Regions from separate parts of the Hordeum vulgare genome. Here region 2 is linked to region 1. Evidence: chromatin contacts called from public Hi-C data. All regions are on one chromosome and are shown on one strand. The core of a region is the stretch at or near the end of the contact, and the rest is flanking DNA. Distances in the headings are between cores, read along the strand shown. Region 1 has its middle 25 kb from the start of LOC123445478. Region 2 has its middle 98 kb from the start of LOC123445479.

Evidence for each region. A called contact is a pair of places that touch in the nucleus more often than the background predicts.
Region 2: a contact with region 1 is called in a Hi-C map of leaf, with 5 times the contacts expected there. The contact joins two enhancer-like sites. A contact is called at or near these places in 3 of 6 Hi-C or Micro-C datasets (leaf and seedling).

What each region holds. Positions count from the first base shown.
Region 1 is chr3H:595,070,698-595,078,383 of MorexV3_pseudomolecules_assembly, reverse strand. No RefSeq gene overlaps it. Among protein-coding and RNA genes, the nearest start is that of LOC123445478, 25 kb to the right of the region's middle. Within about 2 kb of position 4,428, at least 3 of the 3 cell types and tissues checked have open chromatin away from gene starts, as enhancers often do. A contact at or near this core is called in leaf and seedling, where this site is marked.
Region 2 is chr3H:595,340,335-595,348,020 of MorexV3_pseudomolecules_assembly, reverse strand. No RefSeq gene overlaps it. Among protein-coding and RNA genes, the nearest start is that of LOC123445479, 98 kb to the right of the region's middle. Within about 2 kb of position 3,105, at least 3 of the 3 cell types and tissues checked have open chromatin away from gene starts, as enhancers often do. A contact at or near this core is called in leaf and seedling, where this site is marked.

The DNA.
Region 1 (7,686 bases), core at 3,179-5,678:
TGACGATAGACTAGAAGCCACGATCCCGATATTTCTAAGACCCTATACTTTAGAGATATCAAACATTTAGGTATAGATGCATTGATATATGCACTATGTTGTTGCGACTGCCTTAAATTAATCAGTGAAAGCAAACACTTTTATGTGTGTTTACTTTTGTGATTTACCGATGGACATCACGATTATAACATAAAACTGACTATGATTATATTTGGGATTATTATCACCTAGTATATTATATTGAGTATGTTATCAACAAAAGAGATAACAAAGGTTATGCTAATATTAAAGTTAAGTAACAAATAAATATAAAATTTTAGTATAAATCTACCCCTATGCGTGAGGCGAAGATACCCCGCATACGACAAACATGCTGGATTTCCACTCGGTCGGTGGTTGTTTACTTGTTTGTCTGCCCGCATCCAACAGCTGCTCAAAAAATAAGAAGAAGCAGGGCCAAGAACGTCCCGTCTCTTGACGCCGCTCCATTCCCCCAGGCCTTTTATCGCCCACCGGCACGTCATCATCCACCCATAACAATGACAATAGTAATTTCAATCCAGTTATGTGCCCTCTTTGCTTTTGTCGCATCCCTTCCGTACTGTCACATAGTCGCGGTTTCTCTGTCATACTCACATTTGTTGTGTTGATCGTCTCCTCATCATGATGGTTAATCTGCACAGATAGTGAGCCTAGTTACTTCCTCGCATAAAACACACAAGATAAAGTTGTCCAGGCGTTAGCTCAGCTTCTTGTTCTTGTAGTATTCGACACCACAGCAGTAGCACTCACATTCATTTGGAGGAGTGATTGGAGCAGCCGGCAGCTCACGAGGCATCCAGCTTCTCGAGGGCGCGCCGGGGAGGGCCGCTGCAGCTTCGATCCACCATGGGAGTCGCGTAAGAAGAACCACACCGGGAACCGGATGCCTTCATCACCATGATCGGCTACTCCCTAGGACATGCACGACGGCAGGGCAGACGGACGCTCGATTCATCCGTCTGAGACCTCTTCTACTACAGATGCTCTAAGTAATTAGGCTCCACGCAAATCCACATGCCTTGAACAAGAGCAGCTCACAGGTCTCGTCCAGCTCCGCATCAGAGACGCCGGCCTACGTCAAGGACTCCTCTATGTCCTCCCACTCTTCGGCACCTATTGAATTGCCAGCGCAGCCATCGCCGGCATCATACAACCTCTCCTCCATCCTCCATACATAGGTCTCAATAGTTTTCAAATGTTGTATGTCTTAAATAAAAAATCTAATTGAAAACTGTTTTCACCATTAAATCATCGCGGCGAGATCTTCGAAACTAGATCTCATATCGATATGTTTCGATGATTTTTTAAATTAAAAGTTGTCATGTCTATTGGATATAAATTGTCATGGTGTTTACACTGAAGTTGTCATCATATGTTTTAACTAATTTTTCTTCTACGTTTAAAGTAGATTTTCACATTTTATAAAACGGGGAATTAAGAAACTAGACTTGCCATGGTGAATTACTAAAATTTGTCATAATCCATGAAATAATTTCGATATGGATCATAATTAAAACAAATCCGTCGTAAATTTCTTTTAAGAATGCATGGTCAATGACTCAAATTTACCATGAACAATAAAGTAAAATTGACATGGCGAATTACTTAAAGTTACGAAGATACATGCACTAAAATATGCTATGGTACATACGAGAAATAATTTCCATGGTCGAAAAACTAGAATTGCCATGGTCAAAAATACCAAAAATGCCATGATCTATAAACTAAAGTTGACATGATCTATAAACTAAATTTTACATGATCTATAAACTAAATTTGCCATGATGAATTATTAAAAATTGACATGATCTATAAATTAAATTTGCCGTGGTTCATTATTAAAAGTTACCATGGTCAATTAATAAAATTTACCATAAAAATTAGTTAAAAATACAATGTTAGCTTTAAATCTAGAAGAAGAAAATTAGATGTAACATATAGGAACAACTTTAGTATAAACACTATAACAACTACACTGTAAACATCATGACTACTTTGACCCCAAAAAATATATTGATATGTGATCTAGTTTAGAATATCTCAACAAAACGGATTTAATGATGAAAAGAAAAAATTTAACAAGATTTTTTTATTTAAAAGATAAAACATTTTGTAGTTCTAAAGGCCAAAAAAAAAATTACACTATGCCATATGTTCAATGCGGCAAAATGAGTGAGAATGAAGATGTTTGGCCCATGTTGTTTCATGTCACACATATAACACTTATCATCTGAAAAACAAAATATGTCAAAGCCAACAGCTACGTGCATACGTTCGCGACTCGTCACGCTTCCGCTCTCGTTTCCGCGCGGAGAACACTCGGTTGTCTATTTTCGGAGTTTTTCTTGGATTCGGACTGGATTGTTGCCTGCGCATGCCGTCGGTTTTTCTCCGGTTTGACCACCGGGCCTGGCCGTTTGTGCCTATGTTCAGCTGCAGTGGTCGATCACTTGCGTTGATGATCAGGCCGTGAAGCCGTGATAGGTGGCACTAGAGTTTAATATAAGATCGTCGCGTTGCACGCGATAGCACGTCCATGTGATCGATCATGTGGTCTTGTTTTCTGGTCAGAAAGTAGTTTTTTACCCTGAAGTGTGCTCTAAACGTGGGGTGTCATCAACTTCCTTAACTTCACCTACATGAAATACAAACCCCCATGGCCCTGTCGTGATCGTACCATCCTCCCATCCGGCCCTGTCGTGACGCGTGTGACCAGTCGTGTCCGTAAAGTCCAACGTCCGTCCTTATACTATTCTCAGTGAGGTGCATATTCAACCCGATGCGTGTTCAACTGGTTATCAAATGGTTCTGCAGACGGAAACAAAAAGGAGATCAACAAATACATTTTAGTTAACAAATCTGATATTTTCTATGAGCAGAACAAACCTTAGTTTAACGCAAGCACATGTAAGATAACATCCTCCAACCAATCCTTGCGATTTTGTCTACGATATCCACACAATGGCTGCTATCGCACAAGCCAAACTTCGCTACCACGAGCCGACGTCGTGTGGGTCATGAGCCAATGATGATCAACCTGCCTAGCTAGTTGGAATGGCACATACACATAACTGCACACGATCAACCTCTTCTGGCGATATGCTTGTGATGCACCATCCTTTTCTGTGGGATTTCCAGTGAGAAAATGCGACACCTTGCGACCATAACAACACCCAAGCTAACTTGTCCAGCCATGCATCTGGTCAGAGCTGCACCTGCTTAAATTTATGTGACATTAGGACACGCGTGTGATCTGCGATAGACCAACTTAAAAGCTTATCGTGTTTGGTGCCATGATCGGCTACGAACCAAGCAGAAATATCCGTGGTAGATGGAGCTGCTTAACCGTTCGTGTGTCCTTATACGTGTGTGTCAAGTTTGTTGTGCGCGATGCGACCGGAACGGGCAGCAACACGGGAGATTGGTGGTGAGCAGGTGATCAAGGAGCAATTTGCAGATGTTCAGTCATCCATCCGTGGGCATATGCAAATACAATGATGGTAACTTACCGGTTAGACTCTGCATCAAGGGGGATTGATAGTCGGCGGTGGGACGATGTTGTATTGAACCAATATCAGAGTGAGCGATCGTCAAAGCTTAAACAACACCTTAGACAATATATGCATGTGTTGGCTAAAGTCTAGCTCGAGTGAGGTGACTGATTACAACGACCAGGTATTATTATCTTTTCGAAGCGAAACTTGTCCCTTGTGCAGGTGGCAGGCAACCAAAGCTGACCGTGTATTTCTCCTTGAGAAACAACTGTTTTTGTAAATTAATTTTCGTTTTGCGGCTACCGTGTTCCAACTCGAATAGCTCGGCATTTTCAGTAACTATTTGCTTAGGAAAATGCATCAGGAGTGGTATAAAAGTCATGCCAATCTGGAACACTACAAGTGCCCTATGATTCTGGTCTGGTAAAAAAATGTGACGGTGGCCCATGAAAGGAAACCAACAGATATGGGTGTCGTACGAGATGCATGAGAACGGTCGAACTAGCCTGTAGTATTAAAGTTGTGGTTACGTGTGATTCACCAGAGCGACGTAGACCTTTGTGTTGGATCATTGATATGTACTTATTGCTAGATGACGAAAAGAAGAGGGGACAGGGCGCGCAAGTTGATCAAGAAAACCGAGAAAAACACACTAGCGGTCGGATCGTAGCCGGATAAGCATTTTATTTTTAGCAGTGCGTACCACTTTTTGCTAAATACGGTGCTGGTGTGTGCGGCCAATAACGAATTCATTTTCCTCTTGGCAGTTTGCAACAAGTGCACTGCGCACAGGTGATGGATGGCACTGGCTCTTAACTCGTTACCAAACAGCTCCAAGAGCGTCCAAACCCATTTGAATTTGGACTCATCGATGGCTGCAACTTGTCCGGCTAAGCAAGAGGACGAAAGAAAGAAACAAGAGAGCGAGTCAGGGAGAGAGGCACCACCTGCTGGTGTCCCCGTCACGAGGCCGACAGTTTTTTGGTCTCGTTCGATCGTTGCCACCTGCGAGCAGGTCGATCGGCTTCTTTCCGAACCCAATAAAACGCCATCTAGAAGCCAGCGACCCGCGAGCCTATCCGATTTGGACGCACCCTGTTATGCATCCAACGAAAAACCACGGGCGAAACAACGGATTTGTGGTGATTTGCTTCGTGTCTTTTGCCTCCGGGGATGGGGAGGAAAGCAGGGGAGAGCGTGGAACGGGCTGGACTTTTGAGAGGTGATTTGCTTCGTGTCTTTTGTTTCTCTGCCCGTCCTCTCTCCTGGATGAGAGCGCCAAATGCCAAAGACAACCATATGGTGCTTGCTTCAGCTTGTATTCATCTCAGTTGGAGCTATGTGTGGCATGGCGTGGCGTGGTGGGATGGGATCATCTGTTTTCTTTTCTGTTTTGTGTTTGGCAACATGCGTCAAAGCGGCATGGGGTGCGATTCTTCTCTTTTCTCTACCTCCTCCCGTGCACGCTGCACCTACCTCTCTAGTCTCTAGAGGCGGCTATTCTCTGACAGTATTCTTTGAGAATAAATAAATGTGCTCTCTACGACTCGACGTAAGGTATACAGTTTTGTTGAGATTAAACTTTTTCTCCACTAAAACTAGCGGGAGCTGTGATGTTCAGATTGAACTGCCTGCATGTGTGCTATTGCTCACCTCGTTTTTTTTTTCTTAAGAAAAGAAGGTTAAGGCCCTGTTTCTTTAAAAAGTCCTATGACTTTTTTTAGTCCCAACTAAAAAGTCTCTAGTCCCTACCCGTTTCTTTCCAGGGACTAAACATGGACTAGGGATCATTAAATGACTTGCAAAAAGACCATATTACCCCTGACGGGAACTGCGACGGGAACTGCAGCGGCGGCGGCTGGGAAGGGCACGGGCGGCGGCGGCGGGGAAGAGAACGGGCGGGGCGGCTGGGAAGGGGAGAAGCGGCAGCGGCGGCGGGGAAGAGAACGGGCGGCGGCGGCTGGGAAGGGGAGAAGCAGTGGCGGCGGCGGGGAAGAGAAGGGGCGGCGGCGGCTGGGAAGGGGAGAAGCGGCGGCGGCGGCGGGGAAGAGAACGGGCGGCGGCGGCTGGGAAGGGGAGAAGCGGCGGCGGCGGGGAAAAGAACGGGCGGCGGCGGCGGCGGCTGGGAAGGGGAGAAGCGGCGGCGGCGGCGGGGAAGAGAACGGGCGGCGGCGGCTGGGAAGGGGAGAAGCGGCGGCGGCGGCGGGGAAGAGAACGGGCGGCGGCGGCTGGGAAGGGGAGAAGCGGCGGCGGCGGCGGGGAAGAGAAGGGGGGGAGCGAGCGGATGAGAGGAGCGAGCGGATGCGGCGCGGGGTACGGTGGGAAAAAGTCCCTCCTGGAGGGACTTCTTCAACTAGTCCCAAATGACCACTTTTAGTCCCTAAAAGTCCCTCCTGTTTCTTTCCCATGGGACTTTTAGGGACTTTTTTTAGTCCCTACACCAAAAAGTTCCTGGAAAGAAACACCCCCTAAACTAGTTTAACATGTCCCTGCATCAATCCATGAATACAATGATCTTTATTATTTATTTTATAAAGGTCTAACCAAAACAAAGTCATCACTCACACCCAAAGCATGTTTACATCTACAAACTTGATAACGTGGAGTTTTCTCACTCCCCACTATACCTCGGCATGGGCAGCCCGGCCCGGCCGGAAAATTCCGGGCCGGGCCGGGCCTATTTGTGCCATCGGGACGGAAAATTGAGCCTGATGGTCAGGTCGAGCCAGGCTTGAACCTATGGAAGAACAGAATTAAGCCGCGGTCGAGCCTAGTCGGGCTTTTTTGGTCTTGGGTCAGGTTTGGGCCCAACATCTAGGCCCGACGGTCGGGCCAGGCGAGTTCGGGCCTAGGTTTTCAGCACCGGGCTTTTTTTGGCCCGGCCCGAAGAATGCCCATGTATACTCCCCCACGTCGTTGATTCATCCATACAACGTATCGAAAGCAATAGCAGAAGTAGCAGATATAAAGTGTACATCATATGCACACGTTTTAGAAGCCGTCATCCAATCGAATCATTGCCTCATCTTGAGGAGAGAGATCCGCATCATCCTTGCCAATCCGGTCATTCGTCGATGCCACCATGACGTCCAACAGTGCCACCGCTCTGCGTTCGTCCATTCCAACGCGGAGACTCGGGAAAAAAACCTGTCGTGATTAGCACCTGCCGAACAGGCATGTCAGCGCGTAGCAACTGTCGGCCGGGCATGATTTGACATCTTGAGTGAGCTCCGTTCAAGATGAAGCCGTTCCACCTCATGCCTCTGTCTTGAAGCGCTGCTTCACAAACGATGTTTCCACGAGAGAAACGACACCATAGTGCCGCCATCATAGGGTTTCCTCCGGAGAGACACAAGCGGGTCGACGGTAGTTACACGATGATGCCTTCATCAACATAACGACCTGGAACGCCGCCATCACCTCTCTTCAGCTCGGTTTTCACCGGCAATTGTGTCTTCCCGACTCACATCCCGAACTAGATGACGGATCTCAAGATCCAAACACCCAGACTTAGGTCGACCACCTCCGACGGAGCAGATGACCACCACCACCGGTTGCACCGGCCAAATTAAATTTGACCGAAGATGACGCCGGACAGTCCATTAGACCCTCCAAGTCACCGCCAATCCGAAGCCAAAGGGTGCGCCACCATGGCATAGCCAGTCGTCGTCGCCTAAGCTGGACCAGCCGCCGCATGCCGCTGCTCGTGACCAGGCTGCCCGACGCGCATGCAGCTGTCGTTCCCCATGATAGGGCCGGCCCCCACCGGCGTCGCCGTTGCCATCGCCGCCGCTCCAATTGATTGGTCGCGCCTCCACTCGCGTAAGGGCCCCGCACAATCCCTGAGACGCGGGAGAGAGGGAGTCCCCCGTCACCGCCGTCGGCCCTCGGGCATAGCCCGACGTCGTCCCTCGATGACGATGGAGGGACAGAAGGAGGGAGTGTGTGCCCCCGTTGGCTAAGGTTTTGACGCCGCCCGAGTCGCCCTAGCGGAGACGACGCGGGGGTTGTTGACGCATGCATTTGTCGTGAACATGCACTCTTTAAGACATTGCAAGTGTTGTGACCAGATTTTGCGTGCTTTCCCGTTTTAGATCAGATCGATGCAGAGATTTTAGCAAGGCTGGGAAGGCGATCTGCCGATGGAATG
Region 2 (7,686 bases), core at 1,856-4,355, 270 kb before region 1:
ATACCTATTTCAATCTCGTTTACCGGCAAGTATCTTTACTCGTTCCGTAATACAAGATCACGCAACTTACACTAAGTCACATTGCTTGCAAGGCTTGTGTGTGATGTTGTATTACCGAGTGGGCCCCGACATACCTCTCCGTCACACGGAGTGACAAATCCCAGTCTTGATCCATACTAACTCAACTAACACCTTCGGAGATACCTGTAGAGCATCTTTATAGTCACCCAGTTACGTTGCGACGTTTGATACACACAAAGTATTCCTCCGGTGTCAGTGAGTTATATGATCTCATGGTCATGGGAACAAATACTTGACACGCAGAAAACAGTAGCAACAAAATGACACGATCAACATGCTACGTCTATTAGTTTGGGTCTATTCCATCACGTGATTCTCCTAATGACGTGATCCAGTTATCAAGCAACAACACCTTGTTCATAATCAGAAGACACTGACTATCTTGGATCAACTGGCTAGCCAACTAGAGGCTTGCTAGGGATAGTGTTTTGTCTATATATCCACACATGTAAATGAGTCTTCATTCAATACAATTATAGCATGGATAATAAACGATTATCTTGATACAGGAATTATAATAATAACTATATTTATTATTGCCTCTAGGGCATAATTCCAACAATTTTATGCTAAAATTTTACACGCATACACATGACATCCTTCCTTACTTGCATATTTGTTTTCAGATTTTTTTTTGAAACCAAAAAGTTTGAATTTTTAATTTTTCAAAAATTTCGCCCACCGTGGAGCTCGGCTCCAAACGCCCATTCTCCATTTCAAGAGCATATGTACGCTATCTATAGTTTATATGAAGGCCAGAAATATCACGTGTCTTACAAGTGTTGATTCCTTCCTTCCGATGGTCTCAGTAGCATGTTTAATTATATATTACTTTTATACAATATTATACAAGTAAATACATCCGTAATAGAGGAAACTGGATCTCTTGGGTTCAGGTGCTACCTTTGAAAGCAAGAATTTGATAGCCATTATGAAGATAGCCCATGAAAAGGTTCTCGATATGTTAGGTCAATTTGAATTATCAGTATAGAAATCTTGTAATAAAATAGCTTGACATGTATTTTCATCAAGCTATAAGAGGAAAACATATGGATGATAATGAACAGAACCATACACGACCTAACATGACTCTAAAGAGCAGATATTAAAAATCAGGTGAAAAAATGAAGGCCTCTGTTGTTTGCAATAATTAATTGATTATTAGCATGAGATTTTGAAAACATTCACTCACCTCTAGAAGGACATAGAAGATAGATAAACTATATCAGTATTTTGGTGTGCCTTTCAAGCAGCTTCAGTGCTACAAAAGATATGTCATGGTAGCAATCTGCTACCATAATAATCTCCCTGTCGAAAATAAGTACTGCGTTCCTATTTAATCAAATAATGGGCACACGTTTTTGTAATAGAAATATAGCACAACCTCATTGACTGCCCCTAGTAGTCCATATTCTACTGATGTTACAACTTACAAGCACGAATTCCACTTTGTCTGGCAAAAAAACACCACTCAACAATTAAAAGAACATAATGACCAATATTGTGTTTAAATGGGCTACAGTGACCGCAGTTCATTTTTTTAAATAATTACACGAACATTATCTTAAATAAGTTAATATATTTGTATGTATAATATTTTTTATGTACTCTTACAAAATACTATGAAAAAAAAACATGTGACAGGTCATTTAAGGCATATGTTTGTGCTTGTCTATAGGTCATTACGGATAGAAATCCCATTTATACAACAAGTGATACATGATGTGGTAGCTACCCTGTTCGTGCTGGCATTTAAGGTCGCGTGTTCGAACCTGGGCAGTCCTTAATTTTGCGTCCTCATTTCCCTTTGTTTGTATTGTGCCCTGACGGGTGGGACCCAATTGACATAGTCACGTTTCAGCGTTTTTTAAGAAAAAATTGAGAGGCTTTCTATGAGAAAAAGTAAAATAGCACGATGCTTTTCGCAAAAAGTAGGCCACACGGCCCTCCCCGCCTTCCGATCACTAACATTAGGTCCCATGCCATGTTGGCATTCCTTGTCAACACTTTATATGTATACAAAATGTGATTAGCATCTTAGATGCACGATCAAATCATTTTTTATCACTGATTCAATGTATGTTGCAAGTTTTAGCATTAAACTGTTTTTTTGTCAAGTTCAAACGCCTGTGGTGTAATTGAGTCTAAAAAGACACTGAAACAACCCAGTCTAAGACACATGCATGGCAGGGTGAGAAAAACAAAAATGCTAGACATATAAAAAGTTACATAAGGTTACATGCTGACTATGATTCTTTCTTTCTAAGTAACCACTCCCCCTCTGATTTTTAAGGGGGGTGGGGCCCTCATTCTTCTGAATCTCCAATCAAAATCCACCTCTTTGTAAAATCCATATAATGTGTAGCATTGCTGCGAGAAAAAGGGCCTACAGCCGACGCAGACAAGGAGCACATCACAAACAACGACCGTGGCATGTGCAAAAAGACTAGCAACGGAAAAACGGATTTCGCTGGAGCTAGCGTGGAGCACAAATATTAGATCATGTGGTAGGATGTTAGATATGACATAATTAATTTTCATCTAAATGTGAATTAGTAAATCCGAACAAACATATATGAAGTCCCGAAAGTCCACCCCACGCCGGACGCCACGTTCTCTCCTAGGTCGCCTTGCGCCCAAAGCTCGGCTCCCCGGAGACAAAGACAAGAGGCAAACCACACCGCATCACGTTGCCCTGCTGCTTTCCCCGTAGTTTTTGGTTGATCGCCTGGCGCTGGCCCTTGTTTGTTGCTACCCTGGATGATGGATACAGTGCGTCCAAACCGGATAGGCTCCGTAGTCGCTAGCTCCTGGATCGCGTTCTGCTGGGTTCGGAAACGGTCGAACGAGACCAAAAGCGTCGGCCTCGTGACGGAGACACGAGCTAGCAGGTGGCGCCGGTGACGGAATTCAAGGCCGCGCGCAGCTGCCTTCGATGCGTCCAAGCACAAAACCTTGCTCCGCGACAAGGCGTGGTGGCTGTTGTCCGCTTGTTCCCACACCCCTTTCTCATGTCCCGATCCCTATCTATCTGCGTCCCCATGGATGCACCTTTGCAAGGTTGCTACCATGCCACGGGCCGTGCTTTCTCCCTCGATCTCTGTCGTGTTTGTTCGTACGCTTCTTTCGTCCTCTTTCATTGCAAGCGATGAGTCCAAATTTAATTGTTTTGGATGCTCTTGGAGCTGTTTCTGTCACGAGTTAAAAGCCGGTCCCGTCTGCTCCCCATCACCCGTATATATGCACTTAACTTGAAGTGCACCTGTGGCAAACTGCCAAAAGGAACCCAAATCATTATTGACCGTACACACCAGCACTATGGTATCTAGCAGGACTTAGGCTACGAGCCGTTGCTGCACTATGGTATGCACTATGCAGTGCAGCAGCAACAAAAACAAAATGTGGTTTTTCTCTCGAATTCTTGATCAACTTGCGTTCCAAGTCCCCTCCTTTCTCGTCATGTAGCAATGCTTAAAGAAACAGGGTCGCTATAACGTCTATACGTGTGATGGTAGCAAGAATATTCCACATGTTTAATGATTATAGATTGCGTCACGTCAATACATGCATGCATAAGTGGCAAAACTGATGATGTTAAAAGGAATCTTTTGTATTTTTAGTTTTTTTAAGTGTTTTATCTTTTAAATAAAAAATCATATTGAAAAACCGTTTTCATCTTCAAATCAGTCGTGACGAGATCTTTGAAACTAGATCTGATATTGATATGTTTCGACGACTTATTTTTGGTTTAAAAATTGTCATGTCTATTGCACATAAATTTTCATCATGATTACACTAAAGTTGCCATGATATATTTCAATTACTTTTTTTATGTTTAAAATAAACTTTGACGTGTTATAAAACAGGAAATTAACAAACTAAACTTGTCATAATGAATTACTAAAATTTGGCATGATCCATGAAATAATTGTGACATGGTTCATAAGTAAAAAAGAAATATGTTGCCAGTAATTTTAAAAATGCATGATCACTCGCTCAAATTTGCCATGAACCCTAAACTAAAACTGCCATGGTGAATTACTTAAATTTGCCATGATACATGCACTAAAATTTGCCATTGTACATACAAAAAAATGTTTTTCATGTTCAAAATACTAGATTTGTTATGGTCAAAATACAAAAAATTTCATGGTAAATTACTTAAATTTGCCATGATACATGCACTAAAATTTGCCGTGGTACTTACAAAAAAATGTTTTTCATGTTCAAAATACTAGATTTGTTATGGACAAAATACTAAAATTGTCATGGTAAACTCGATTTGCCATGATGATTTACCAAAAGTAACCATGATCCATGAATTAAATGTGTCGTGATTAATTACTAAAATTTGCCATGACCAATTAATAAAAATTGTCGTGAAAAGTAGTTGAAATACAATGGTAACTTGAAATCTATAAAAAACGAGATGAAATATGTCGTGGCAATTTTATTGAAAACCCTATGACAACTTCAGTATAAACATGTGGCAACTTGTAGCCCCTAAAAAAGTCATCAAAACCTATTAATATGGGATTTACTTTTAAAGATCTCGTCAGGACGGATTTAATGATGAAAACGTTGTTTAATTGGATTTTTGTTTAAGAGATAAAACATTTTTAAGTCTAAAAACCAAAAAAATTATGTTGATATCATATGTTTGTTGTGTCAATATGAATGATTACAAATGTGTATGAACCATATTGTCTCCTGTCGCACGTGTGAACGTCATCATTTAGGAAGAAACAACAACAAAATCTGTGTGTCACTTTCATGAATCAAATACATTTAGCATACACTAAGTGCATTACATGCGTATCGGACCGTTTTTTAGAGCATTTCTAGCAGACCCCGTAAACTGGTCAAACCCGTAAAAAATGAGGTGTATACAATTTCGGTCAGAAAAACAGCACGGAGCAGACCCCATAAAACTTGTTCGGCCTTAAAATTTTTAAGGGACACGGTAAATTCATCCGTGAAAATCTTATATGCACAGTTTCGAATGCAATATACAGTTCAACCCATAGACTGGCCAAACCTCGTCGGAGGAGACGCGTCGCAGCGGAACTAGCCGGAATGTACTGGAACTCACCGGAATCCATCGCCGCACACCGAAAGAAACCGCTGCATGCCGGAAATTGCCACCGTCGGTCTGAATTGCGGTCGGTTCGACCTCCACCGCCGAGGTGAGGCCGTCCACGGGTAGGGCGGAACAGGCCACCGGCAGCCTGAATCAGGGTGGGGCGGCACCGGAAAAGAGTGAGGCGAGGGCGGGGGAGCTCATGCGGCCACGTCGGGGAATACGCGTGCGGCGGCGGGCAATGTCGGGCTTAAATAGGGGGCGGGCGGGCCGGCTAGGGAGCGTGTGGTCGAGGCGGACGACGCAGGGCTCCTCCACTCCATGCGTGGCCCGGAACGGGCGGTGCCACGACGAGGCAAGGGTGAGGCGGGCGGCGGCGGGGCGAGCCGGGGCGCCGGGGCGAGGCACGCCGTGGTCGGAGACGGCTTGCTGGGATGGGAGGACAAAAAACGAGCTACAGTTTTATTTATAGAGTCTGCTATGTTTGAGGCAATTTCGTACCGTAAAACAGTTTACGGTGTCATGTGTTTTTAAGGATCGATTTTTATGATGAGTGCTAGAGATGCTTTAAGCACCCACCTGATGTCGATCTTTATTCAGATTTGCGCAATGATCACCTCTTAGCCATCAATCACCCGTGTCGCTGCCCGTCGAGTCGCATCGCGCGCAACAAACATGACACATACATATACGGACTAGCATCTCTTTGCTGTCGCCTGTCGGTGTGCTGGTGTGGCGACACACGGACGGTTAAACGGCTCTATCTACCACAGATATTTGTGCTTGGTTTGCAGCCGATCGTGACACCAAACACGATAAGGCTTTTAAGTTGGATCACGCACGTGTTTGATCGTCACATAGATATAAGCAAATGCATCTGACCAGGATGCATGGCTGGGCATGTTAGGGGGTGTTTCTAGGGTTTTTTTTCTATAGGGACTAAAAAAAAGTCTCTTTTAATCCATGTGAAAGAAAACATGAGTGACTTTTAGGTACTAAAGGAAGGTATTTGGGACTAAAGTAAGAAGTTTCTATGGAAGGGTCTTTTTGAGCTTTTTGACACTTTTTTCAACAGTGTCCCTACTTTTAGCATGTCATTTAATAACTTCTAGTACATTATTAAGGGTATCATGATCTTTTTGCATGCCATTTAATAACCTCTAGTCCCTGTTTAGTCCATCGACATAAACGGGTAGGGACTAAGGACTTTTTATTTGTGACTAAAAAAATTCCTAGGACTTTTAAAAAACAGGGCCTTAGCTTCTTTTGAAACGCGGTCCCCTAGGACAAATTCATTAAAAAGATTGAAAAGAATTGGCCGGTTAATTAAGAACAATCGGAACAAAAATTGTTACATGTAGAGAAGGCACCCGGACGACATAGCACCCAGAAGACACGGTTGAGGTTGCCTGTAAAGTCATGGTCATCACCTCTCCGACTTCATTACTAGAAGAAAAACTATAGGACGTCATTTAATAGTGGCATGGGGTAAGAGGACCGCATCGCTACTACTTAGTAATAGTGTGCGCAACATATCTCGAGCTATTACTAAGTTGATAGTAGTATCGCGGGATATAAATCTTGCGATGTCACTAACTAGTCCATATCATGTACCTTGGGACATTGCCAGAATACTACTGTGGGGTAAAAAAAACCGAGCTGTTATTAAATTGATAGTAGTAGCCCAGGGTACAAACCCGTGCTGCTACTAAGCGATTTGCAGGATGGCCTCTTGGACAGGACATGTCATAGTAGTAACGCGGGGTATAAACCTCAGACGGCCACTAAGTAAAGATTATTTTAACAGCCCTCAAATTCTCATCTCCTCCCTCGAATCCCTTCTCTCTCCCATCCCTCTCCTCCCTATTTTCATAGGCTCTCCATAGTGCTCAAGCCCTTGTGTGCCTCCTCCTCCATGGCGCCTAATGAGTCTACCGCCTCGCGTGTCTAGGTGCTCGCAGGCCTTCCCCCACGCCTCCTTGCCACAAAGCTAGAGCACCTCACCATGGTGACCACCCCTGATGCTCCTTCATCTCCTCCCTCTCTCCGTCGTTTCTGTTTTGTCCTCTCTCCATCTAGTTTGACTCACCCTCCCAAGTCCATGACTGTGGAGGTCGGCGTCATGGATGACCATCAGCTCTCCGGCTTGGCCACAAAGTGGAGTCCCACACTATGAATCTGGTCCCTCTCCAACACCCACCACCGGATGTGTTCTACCGCTTCCCGTTCGCGCCTTCGACGACACTGAATCGAACCATTTTCCATAATTAACAGCGCACACGGGATCAATTTTTTATAAAATAAATAGTAGTAGTAGCGTGGGTCAGAGACACACACTACAAATTATTAGTTGTAGCATGGATAGCACCTACGCTACTACTAACACATGTAGTAGTAGCGCGGGGTGGCAACCGTGCTACTACTACCCAATTAAGGTAGCGATCAAGCAGGCACCCGCGCTACTACTAATTGTGATAACCAGCTCCGCTACTATGATTTTCCCTAGTAGTGTCATTGTTGACTAC